2 separate regions of the Rattus norvegicus genome follow, and region 1 is linked to region 2. The links are chromatin contacts, called in public Hi-C maps. All regions are on one chromosome and are shown on one strand. The core of a region is the stretch at or near the end of the contact, and the rest is flanking DNA. Distances in the headings are between cores, read along the strand shown.

Evidence for each region. Hi-C and Micro-C count contacts between places; a contact is called where the count stands out from the background.
Region 1: a contact with region 2 is called in a Hi-C map of liver, with 2.7 times the contacts expected there. The contact joins two enhancer-like sites. A contact is called at or near these places in 5 of 12 Hi-C or Micro-C datasets (the A7r5 cell line, the Rat2 cell line, Schwann cells and 2 more).

What each region holds. Positions count from the first base shown.
Region 1 is chr6:16,449,185-16,455,188 of GRCr8, forward strand. No RefSeq gene overlaps it. Among named protein-coding and RNA genes, the nearest start is that of Trnai-uau2, 130 kb to the right of the region's middle. Within about 2 kb of position 4,312, at least 19 of the 93 cell types and tissues checked have an H3K27ac peak or open chromatin away from gene starts, as enhancers often do. A contact at or near this core is called in liver, where this site is marked.
Region 2 is chr6:16,397,805-16,403,593 of GRCr8, forward strand. All of the region lies in intron 2 of LOC134479316 (a long non-coding RNA gene), which reads left to right. Among named protein-coding and RNA genes, the nearest start is that of Zfp36l2, 160 kb to the left of the region's middle. Within about 2 kb of position 3,112, at least 26 of the 93 cell types and tissues checked have an H3K27ac peak or open chromatin away from gene starts, as enhancers often do. A contact at or near this core is called in liver, where this site is marked.

The DNA.
Region 1 (6,004 bases), core at 3,062-5,561, 53 kb after region 2:
CACCCGGAGAAGCCTGTAGCCAAGCACCTCATAGCTAACTGGACTACCACGGCTAGGAAAACCACCCTCTACAGTGTGGATGCAGAACACCAGTGTCTCCGTTTCCTTGTATCACTCTCACATTCTCACATCCTTTAAAATGATTCATTATTCTCTCTTTCTCTCCCCCCGCCCCGTGTATGTGTGAGTATTTGAGTGTATTTTATGTGTGTGTATGTGTGTGTAAGTGTAGTGTGTGTGTATGTGAGTGTAGTGTGTGTGTGAGTGTAGTGTGTGTGTGAGAGAGTGTGTGTGAGAGTGTGTGTGTGAATGTATGTGTGTGAATGTGTGTGTGAATGTGTGTGTGAGTGTGTGTGTATGTGTGTGAGAGAGTGTGTGTGTGAGAGTGAGTGTGTGAGAGAGTGTGTGTGTGAGAGTGTGTGTGTGAATGTATGTGTGTGAATGTGTGTGTGAGTGTGTGTGTATGAATATGTGTGTGAGAGAGTGTGTGTGTGAATGTGTGTGTGTGAGAGAGTGTGTGTGAATGTGTGTGTGAGAGGGTGTGTGTGAATGTGTGTGTGAGAGAGTGTGTGTGAATGTGTGTGAGTGTGTGTATGAATGTGTGTGTAAGAGAGTGTGTGTGTGAATGTGTAAGAGAGTGTGTGTGAATGTGTAAGAGAGTGTGTGTGAATGTGTGTGAGAGAGTGTGTGTGTGAATGTGTGTATGTGAGTCTGTGTGTATGAATGTGTGTGAGTGTGTATGAATGTGTGTGTGTGTGTGTGTGTGTGTGTGTGTGTGTGTACACGCACACATGAGCAGCAACTTTGAGAGTCTTTTGCTGGACTCCATCACCTGTTCCATCACCCTATTTTTCAAAGTTGTCTCCAATTCTGCCCAGGCTTGCCGACTTATATTTGTCCACAGAGCCACCTGGTCCCCTTCCTGACAACCCCAAGCACATGTGCTAGACTGCTCCTCCACCGGAGGCTTCCAATACCTCCCTCCTCCAGCGCTACCCCTCAGCCCCAGCACTCCCAGGCACACTGTGGCTCCTTCCCATCTGCTTCTGTCTCCATCTCCTTCCAGCTCCTTCCTGGTAGCCAGGACCTGGTGTTAGCTGGACAGGCGGCCTCATGGGTTCTAGCTTCTTCATGAACTGCTAGTGCCCACAAGATGCGCCTTCCTGGATCCCCAGCAGCCCTGGCTTCTTTGGCCAAACCACCTCATGCTATCAGATGCTTGGCTGCATCTAGAGGTCCCTCCTCATCTCAGCCCAGTCACTTGTCACAGCCAGGCAGTGAAAAAGGTTGTGGCTCTCTGGAGCACTGTCAGCTTCTCATCTTCCATGACACTGCCTGAGTCACTTCCCATGGGAAAAGGTCCTGAGTCAGAGTTAATCAGCCCCTTCTTCGTTACCATGAAACCTTGTATGATTTCTCTCCCAGAACATCCACAGTCCCCACTGTTGCCTCCTGGCAGTAGGACCAGGGGTCTTGCCATAACTGTCATAACTGTCCCCTGACTCTTCATTGTCCTTGCTAGCTTTAGTTTATAGGGACTTAACAGCCCCAGTGGTCCTTTGAAAATGTAGGGCAGTTGGTAGAGTGCTTTCCTGGCAAGCATGAAGCCCTGGGTTTGAGGCCAGCACGAAATAAACTGGGTGCGGTAGTGCAGTCTCACAATTCCTGTACACAGGAGTTAGGAATCAAAAGTTCAGAGTCGTTCTTGGTTACATTGTAAGTCCAAGACCAGGCTGCACTATACAAGATTGTGTGTGTGTGTGTAAGTGTGTGTGAGTGTGTGTGTATAGTGTGTGTATGTGTGAGTATATGTGTCTGTGTGTGAGTGTGTGTGTATAGGGTATGTTTGTCTGTGTGTGAGAGAGTGTGTGTATGTGTGTGAGAGAGAGTGTGTATGTGTGTGTGGTGTATGTGTGTGTATGTGTGTATGATGTATTGGGTGTGTGTGAGTGTGTGTGAGTGTGTGTGTCTGTGTGTGAGTGTGTGTGTATGTGTGAGAGTGTGTGTATGTGCGTGTGGTGTATGTGTGTGTGAGTGTGTGTATGTGTGTGTATGTGTATATGTTTGTGTGTGTGTGAGTGTGTGCATGTGTGTACATACATGTGTGTGTCTGAGCATACGTGCTACTCTTCCAGAGGACTCAAGTTTAGTTCCCAGCACCCACATTATGTAATTCACAACTGCCTGTGACTTCAGCTCCAGAAAACCCAATAGCTTCTTCTGTTCATGAAAACCCACACACATGTGGCATGCATACACAAACATAAATTTTAAAAAACTTACAAATCGAAACCTCTTTGGTATCATCCGCTCAAAGCAACAGCTAAAGGCCCACCCCTATGCTCTCTTTCTTGATGCCTCCTTGTTGCTGCTCCTGACTCTGGGCCTTTGCACACTCCCTAGACACCCCATTTCAACTCCAATGCTTTGCCACAGTCTCCCCTCCCTTCCTGACTTGGGGACCGCAGCACTGAGACACTACTTCCTTGACCCTCGATCTCCTCCTGCAGGCTTGTGTGTTTGATCACTTGGTCCCTAACCGTTCGAGTTGTTTGGGACATTGTGGATCCCTTTGTCATTTCCAGAGCTACCTCTCAGGAGTGGGACACTTGAGACCTTCAAAGTAACAGTTGCCTCTGGTCCTGGCTCCCAGCTCTCTGCTTCCTAGTTGTCATAATGGGAGAAGGCACGGCAAGATCCTGCCTTGCTGGGTGGACTCTGCCATGCTCTGCCTTCACTGAGGGACAGTTCTCTCTGAACTGTGAGCCAAGGTTACCCCACCACCACCACCACCAGGTTGCTTCTATCACGGCAATTAGAAGAGTGACCAATACCCCTCCTCATGGCAATTAGAAAAGTGACCAATACCCCTCCCCACACACCTGGTTTAATCTCTCTTTCCGAGGTACACACCACCATCCAAACATACTTTTAATTTTTTTATTTTCTTCCCTCCCCCACCCAACACTGGATTTCATGTTCTCATCCAGGTTGGCCTGACTAACCTCAAACTCACTGTAATCCTCCTGTCTCAGCTTCCTAAGTGCTGGTATTGCAGGTGTACACAATCATGCTCAGCCTGGTGTGTTTTTACACAGACTCTCACTATGTGGCCTTGGCTGGCCAGACTGGGTTTGCCTTCATTACTCCTCCTATCTGCCTCCCTAGTGCTTAGCTTACAGGCGGGTCACTGCGTTAGATCCACTGGGGTAGAGCCACTGTCTTAGAGTCACTGTGCCTGTCACGTTTTGCCTATAAAGTCCGTGTCCCCTGCAAACACCCATTTCACTGTGGCAGTGTGAAGGGTGCTGGAATGAACTCTGTACTGTGCAAGGAGGTCCTGGAGAAGGAATATCGTGCCTTGTCATCTCTGGATCTTCAGGGCTTAATGCTAGTGTCCACGTGGGTGGGTGTGCAAACACACCTATGAATGTGTGAGTATGTCATTGAACAAGGTGCTTTTTTGACCAAGTGTGAGGTTTGGGGACCTAGGCAGATCAGATCAGATCAGATTTTCACGAAGAGTATCATGTACTGCTCAATCATTCTGGGCTCTCTGCCTACTTGGGAGCCTTGCTCTGGTGTCTGGCTTTGTCCCATCCCCCACTCCCAGTCACCACAGTCCTCACTAGGTGAAGCCCTCTGACATGGTCCCACCACCTGGGGCTTCCCAAGAACAATCAGGTGCTGTGTGCAGGGTCACCCCTTCACTCTAAAGGTTGGGGGCAGACTGGCGACTCAGGACGTTATTGTGCGAGATTGCAGACATGCAATGCAGATGCTCTAAAGCTCTCCAGCCAGGCCTAGGCTTTGGGACGGCTCCTCTGTGGGACAGCTTTGGCCTTTCTGGGCACCCTCCTTAGGGAACATGTAGGGTACAGGGGCTCAGCTCTGCGTTGAGAAGCAGATTTGACGACATCCAAAGTGGGGTGAGCAGCCACAGCAGCTGGGGTCGCGTCCTGCACCCACCCCCACCCCCACCCCCCACCCCCAGCTTCCTATTCTACTGTCTGCTTCAGGCTCTCAGAGATACCAGAAAATGGAGAGTTCAGGGAGGGAGCTTACCTTCCCAGGCCCAGGCTAGACCTCAGTTTTGGGGTTTCAGGCAGTTTCTATAACCACAGTCACATGTCCCTTCTGTAACCCGAGCCCCCAACACAGCAGGAGTCTGCACCCCAGCTCTCTCGGAGTCACATCTGTTTCTCATTTCCGCCCCAGGAAAACGGTCCAATTTCCATGAGCGGCCTGGCCCAAGCCAAGCCTCAAGTCTCCCTCTGGCCAGCCCCACCCAACCCAACTCCCGCACTCCATAGGGTGGGGAAGGGAACCGAGAGAGCGCAGCTCACATCGCCTGGGCAGTGGGGCAGCCAGGAAGCCTGAGTTCTTAGCCTGACTCTGTCAATTCCTCACAGTGTGTCCTTGGGACGATCTCTTAACTTCTCTGGGCTTCAGCTCTTTCACTGGCCAAATGTGTTGCTCGACAGACAGAGGGATCCCTAGGGTTTGTGAACCTAGATTCATTAGGGATAAAAGCCAAGAAGGGTGTGGCTCTGCTAGGAAGATGGTGGGGACCGACCGCCCCCCATCCTACCCACACCCACTTTTGGTATTTGATAGAGTTGTGGCTGAGCCCTTCATCTGTCAGTAATTATTCAGCACCAGGATGTTTGTGTTGGTCCCTGAGCAGGAGTCGGGAGTCCACAGAGATAAGCAACTTACACTCTTTGGTGGAGGAGAGACCCACAGATAAAAATAAATCCAGTCTACGCAGCAAATTGGAGATCTGTGTGAACAGGGCCAAGCCAGCACCAGAAGCAGTACCTTCGGTCTCCTTCTGCTGGTGGAGATCTGCAGTGTTCAAGACAGTTTCAACCTGATATTGTTTTTTGTTTTTCTGCTGTTTTTGACTCTCACCCATAATGGGAATCATGTGAACCCCAGGCTAACCTTGAACTTCTGATTCTCCTGCCTCCACCCTCCAAGCATTACCCTTCCCAGGCTGCAGGTTCTGTAGCATTCTTAGTAGAACCCAGGGACTTCATGCTTATTAGTCAAGCATTTTACCAACTGAGCCATGTCTCTCCAGCTCCTTGGGACTGTTTCTGTCTATTAAAAAACCTCCGCCCCTCTTTAGGGAGCCCCAATTCATTCAAAGACTTTCCCCAACCTTCGCTTGATATCCAAAGCTGCTTCCTGGGGAGAGGGACTCAGCAGGGGTTCATATAAAAGTACACCTTGCACACCACCGTGAGACGTCTGGTTCCTCCTCCACCCTTTACCTGCTGGGCCTACTTTATGTGACAGAGCTAAGAAGGCACGCCATCAAGAGAGGCTGCCCTAGCTCTACCCCCACTTCAACAAGGGTGGCTGGACCTGAGAGCCTTATGTAACTCCCAGGGCACTGTGGATGTCAGCACCAGTACACGTCCCTGAACAGAGCACTCAACCCTGACTTTACAAGACAGCCTCTTCCTATGGGAAGGGGGTCACCGCTTGCCTTTCTGACCCCAGATTGTGCCTGTGTGCCTGCATGGGCCTTCTCTCAAGTTCCTCAGCTCCATTTCCCAGAGCCTCTGCATCCTGCTTTTTGAGACACAGTTTTCTTCATTAAACCCAGCTTTGTTGGGGGAATAATTTGCATACAAAATGCAGGGATTCCACGCACACAGCTTGACAGGTTTTGATGAATGGACGTCCCTGTGGAACAATTGCTCCATCAAGAGCCAATCACCCTCTTCCCCTCCAGGAAACCTTGTTTGGGGGATTGATTCCTCCATCTGTGAGAGGTGCAGACTTGGGCTTTGTATGTGAGAGAGCTGGGCTGAAGTAAGCAGGGCCGGTCCTTGCTTGTACTTGGTGGAAACGCTGTCTAAGGGCTTCAGTACTCCCCAGTCAAGCACTCTTTGTTCTGAGCCCTCCTTGCCTAGACGAGGATGGAAGCCCATGCAAAGCTCCCCCAGGTTCTTAACACTCTCTCTCTCTCTCTCTCTCTCTCTCTCTCTCT
Region 2 (5,789 bases), core at 1,862-4,361:
ATCCTTTTCTCTCCTATCCAGTGATAAGGGTTGAAAACAGGGTTAAAGGGTAGGGAAAAGAAGAATCCACAAAGTAGTAAAGATCAGCTACACACTGGGAGTTGGAGAGATGGCTCATTGGGTAAAAGCATTTCCCCCAAAAGCTTGGTGACCCGTTTGATCCTTAAACCCATGTAAAAGTTGAGGGAGGAGGGGTTGGGGATTTAGCTCAGTGGTAGAGCGCTTGCCTAGGAAGCGCAAGGTCCTGGGTTCGGTCCCCAGCTCCGAAAAAAAAAAAAAAAAAAAAGTTGAGGGAGGGAGCTGACTCCACAAAGCTGTCTTATGGTATGCTTACCATCAGTGTCATGTACTAAGAGTGCATGCACACACACACACACACACACACATGTATGCACACACATGCACATCACACACACATGCACACACATAAACATGCACATACACACACGCACACACATACATACACACATACCATATACACATGCACACACATAAACATGCACATACGCATGCACACACATGCATACACATATACCATATACACATGCATACACACATACCATATACACATGCATACACACATACCATATACACATGCATACACACATACCATATACACATGCATACACATACACACACACACAAACACACATACACATGCACACACATATGCATACAATACACACATACACACACACACCACCACCACCAATAAATGAATTCATGAATGAGTAAATAAGATAAAAAAAATCTAAAAAGTTCAATGAAATAAAACAAAAGCCCCTCATCTGCAGCTGGAGAGATGACTCAGTGGTTAAGAACACATTCTTTCAGAGGACTTGAATTTGGTTCCCAGCACCAACACTGGATAGATCACAAGTGCACATACATAAATAAAAATAAAATGAATCTTTAAAAACACACTGCATAATCATCACACTCATTGGACACACCCATTATTAGCGTATACCCACATATTTAAATAAAAATTGGGTAATATTACGTACATGTATATACAAACATATACAGGCCAGGACCTGAGTTTTCTTTGTAAACAGCACAGTAAGAATTGCGGGGCTTGGGGACTGGAGAGATGGCTCAGGAGTTAAGAATACAGGCTGTTTTCCCGGAGGTCCTGGGTTTGACTTCCAGCACCCAGAGGGTGGCTAACAGTTGTATGTAGTTCCAGGAGTTCTGACGCTCTCTTCTGGCCTCTGCGGGTATTGCACACACGTGGTGCATAGCCCACATACCCATACACACAAAATAAAAATAAAGGGAAAATCTGAAGGAGGAGGAGAAGAAAGGATTTGAGGGGCTAGAGGGGGTTCAGAAGTTAGGAGCACATACTGCTCTTCCAGAAGACCCGGGTTTGGTTGCCAGCACCCACATCGGGCAGCTCCAACGCCCCACTCCGGTCTCTTCGGGCATCTCTATTTATGCGCACATGCCCCACCTCCATTACACATATTTACAGATATAATAGAAAGGTATTTTCAGTGTGTTAATCAGATTTGTTGCTGAGATAAACACCCAAGAGAGACAATTTAAATGGAGGAAGCATCTATTTGGTCTCGGAGATATTAACCATGCTGAGCCGCACTGCTGTTTGCACAGTCCAGTGAGACAGAGCAGGATGGCAGGCACACAGGATGCTGGGAAGGGAGCACAAGAGCGCCCCTTGTGGCAGACTGAAGGACCAGCAACAAGATAGAGCCTACTAATGGGGAGGTAACTATTAGATGGGCTGACATTTGTTCGGAGGTTTGAGTGAAGTGTGAAAGTAGCCCTGTGGGAATGAATGGGAAACTGTAATTCACTTCCTCCATCCAGGCCCCACCTCCATAGCTTCCGCCACCTTTCCAGAGTGCCATCCAATTGGAAACCGTCCGTGGGTTAATTCATTCCTGACATTAAAGCCCTGGGGATCCAATGACTTCTTATGCTTTTTGAATGCCTACTATGTGTCAAGCACTGAGCAAATGGCATGACAGTCAGAGAGGAATTCCTGGAAGGGTGATGTATGGGGTGAGGGATGAGCAGGTGACCTAGGTCTCCTCAGAAAGGCCAGGAAGGCACATGGAGAGCCTCCTACTGCTGGGAGTCAGGGTGTGGAGTACCAAGCCTCACTTTGGAACCATGTCTGGAAAGGGGTCGATATAACAGAAGAAAACAGAACCCTGACCACATGACCACAGCACAGTGGCATCAGAGAGGAGAGGACAGTATATTGACTGATCAGTCATAAGGGAGCTGTGAGGAACATTGGAAATATGTTTGAGGGGTCTAGAGAGGCTCAGAAGAAGGCTGGGTGGTGAGGGACTGTGGGGACCCTGGAGTCCCTGGTGCTGGTTGGTGAGGTGGGGAGCCTATTGGAGTCGGGTTCACAGGGCTCTGTAAGGCAGGCGGCTGAAAACAGCATGCATGTGCTCTCTTTGGAGGCTATGGGTCCACACCGGTGTTGATGGGCTAAAATCAGTGTGGCTGCAGGGCAGGTCCTCTGTTAGGAGACCTACTAGGCTGGGACTGCAGGATGGGACTGCAGGATGGGAAGGCCTGAGCCTCCCACAGGGACAAGAGGAAGGTGTTAGCAGAGTCCTGGAGACCCTTCTCTGGGAACTCAAATGACAGAAGGCAAGCACAGGGGAGCCCTAGACTGGCTGGGGAGGAGTGAGTATTTTTTTAGGAGTTTTCCCCTGAGTTCGTTGGGTCTCTCTGGTTTGGCATTTCCTTAAGGACTATGAGCCAGCCCTTCACCTTGGCACACCCAGCACCAGGTCTTCCAAGCTGGTTAAGTTGAGTCTATGTCTTTAAACCGTAAGGAAGAGAAAGCCAGGCTACCAAGAATAACATTTTACTGACTTGGCATGGGCTTCGGAATCTGCGTTTTTAGCAGCTGCCCAGGTGATTGTGATGAGCAGACAGTTTGGGCGAGCCCTCCCTCCCCTCCCTTTCCCCCTTTCCTCTTTCATTCCCCTTCAGCAAACTGTTTTTCAACTTTGTTTTTTAGTGAAAACCATTTCCTCCTCACTGTGGACCAGAGCCAGACCAAGGCTGAGCCGGCCTGTCTCTCCCACGTCAACAGTCCCGAGTCCTTAGTGGAGGTTGATGCTGTCTTTCTGTGCCCTTCCTCTTCCTCAGTCCTCACTGCCTGAGGCACTTTCCCTGTGGGGATCAAGGCCAGGTCACCAGAGGCCGGGTCAGACCCGCCCCCCATCTCACCAGTGGCCTCCCCGACTTCTTCATATCTTTACTTTCCTCTTGCACTCGGATTCCTCCAGAAAGACTCTGTTCCAGGCTTCAAGGGACCAGCCGTGGCCATCCCCCACACCTCAGCTGACAGCCTTGGCTTAATTTGGGAAATGAAGGAGCCAGGAGCTTCCTTAGGCCAAATGAAGTGTCCCGGTAGGAGGGAAGGGCACAGGATTTGGCAGAAACCTGGGCTGGGTGGAGGGAGTGGCTGGATTCCCTTGGCTCTCGAAGGCCTCTCCTCTGGTGGGATCCACAACATCTGCCAGATGCCTCCTGGTCTGGCTTTGGGAGGTATGGAGAACCAATTTCATGGTGAGCTCCATTGGCCACAATACTGAGGCAGCTGCAGGAGGGGACTAGGGTGTTGTTGTCCCTTCCCCTGACACTGGGGCTGTCTGGAGGAATGGTAGCCTCTCTGTGTTAAACGGTGGCCTTACTTGCAATGACTAGTGGCAGGTACCAGTTGGAGGACACAGCTGGTTTTGATTAAAATAAAACCCTTGCATCATTTATTCTGGTGGTTTCCAAAGCTGTCTAAATTCCAGGGCCACCTAGGAGGCTTGTTTATTAATTATTTATAGACAGAATGTCATATATGACATAGCTGAGGATGACCTTGAACTTCTGATCCTCCTGTCTCCACCTCCCAAGTGCTGGCTACCATGCCTGGTATATGAGGTGCTGGGAATTGAATGCAGGGTTTCTTGAATGCAAAGCAAGACTCTACCAATCAATCTGTGCCCCCCCCAGCAAAAGGCAAGACTCTACCAATCAATCTATTTACCCAGCTCAAAATATCTAAAATATATACTCTAATAAAGACTTCTGGAACACTTTTTAGTGACTTCTTACTGCCGTGATAAAACACCATGGCCAAAAGGAAGTTGGGGAGGAAAGGGTCTATTTGGCTTACACTCCACATGCTGTTCATCATCAAAGGAAGTCAGGACAGGAACTCAAGCAGGGCAGGAACCTGGTGGCAGGAGCTGATACAGAGGCTATGGAGGGCACTGATTCCTGATTTACTCCTTATAGCTTGCACAGCCTGCTCTATAAAATCCAGGACCACCAGCCCAAGTATGGAACCACCCACAATGGGCTGGGTCTTACCCCATTGATCACTAAGAAAATGCTCCACAGCTGGATCTCATGGAGGTGTTTTCTCACCCGAGGTTCCCTCCTTAGCTTGTGTCGAGTTGATATAAAACTAGCCAGAGCGTCTCTGCCTGATCAGTTAGAATCTCTGGGAGTCTTGAACTGAGTGGGAGTGACTCTTTTCAATCAGATTTTGTTCCTGATTCCGGACCCTGAAAAGTAAGCAAGAGGCTGGAGCCGGAAGCGATGACGTGGCAGTAATTCTTAATTAATACTGCATGTCTGTCAGGACCCCGGGTCTCATCTTTCTTAGTCTCTGAGACAATCCTAGGAGGGGTGTCCAGCTATTGTCCTGATTTTCCAGAGAAGGAAATGACCACACACACAGCCAAGACCCAGAGCCTTTCTCTCAACATCGTGAAGCCCCAGTGCTCTTAGGAACCAGGCCAGTCTGAGGCCAGATTGTGATATTTGTACATATACTTCCTGCCTCCAGGTGTCTGGTGTATCCTCTGTCTCAGACGTCCCTAACTCTACACTAAAGGAACCTCCAAGGCGCTTTCTGTGCAGAGAAGGCATGCCTAGGCGAGCCCTAGCAGAAGCGGGGTGGGCACAATGGTGCATCTTTAATCTCAGCAGTTGGAGGCAGAGGCAGGCTTCTCTACAGAGTTCCAGGCTGCCCACAGCTGCATGGTGAGTCCCCTCCCCCAAAAGCACAGAATTCGGACTAGACAGATAGCTTAGTCAGCAAAGTGCTTCCTGTATACACATTGGTACCTCAATCTGATCACCAATGTTCATTTTAGAAAGCCGGATGTGCTGTCACATGCTTGTAATTCCAGAACTAAAGAAGCAGAGAAAAGTGAAAATTGCACCCAAATAGGTTTGTGCAATCTAGCCTGTTTGAGTGAGCTCTGAGCCAATGAGAGACCTCAAAATCAAGGTGGGGCTGAGCTGGTAACTCCACCAAGTAAGTGTTCGATACACGGCCTGACAACCTGAGTTTGATCCCTGCAATCTGTGTGAGAAAGCCAGGTACACTCACATGCATCTACATGGTTGCTTGCCTCTATATATAAACCCAGCATTCCTCTACTGAGGTGAGAGGAAGAAGTAGGAGAATCACACAGAAGCTCTCAAGCACAGCCATCCTGGAGCCCACTGCAGAACAATAGAACCCCATCTCAAAAAGGGAGAAGGAGAAAACTCACTCCTGAAAGTTGTCCTCCGATCTCTACAGGTTCTCTGTGGCATGTGCATGACCATACTCACACACAAATAGCACACACACACCATGACCTCTGGCCTCTGCATGCCTGAGTACACAAATGTACACACACGTTGCTGTTCATCACCAAAGGAAGTCAGGACTGGAACTCAAGCAGGTCAGGAAGCAGAAGCTGATGGAGAGGCCATGGAGGGATGTTACTTACTGGCTTGCT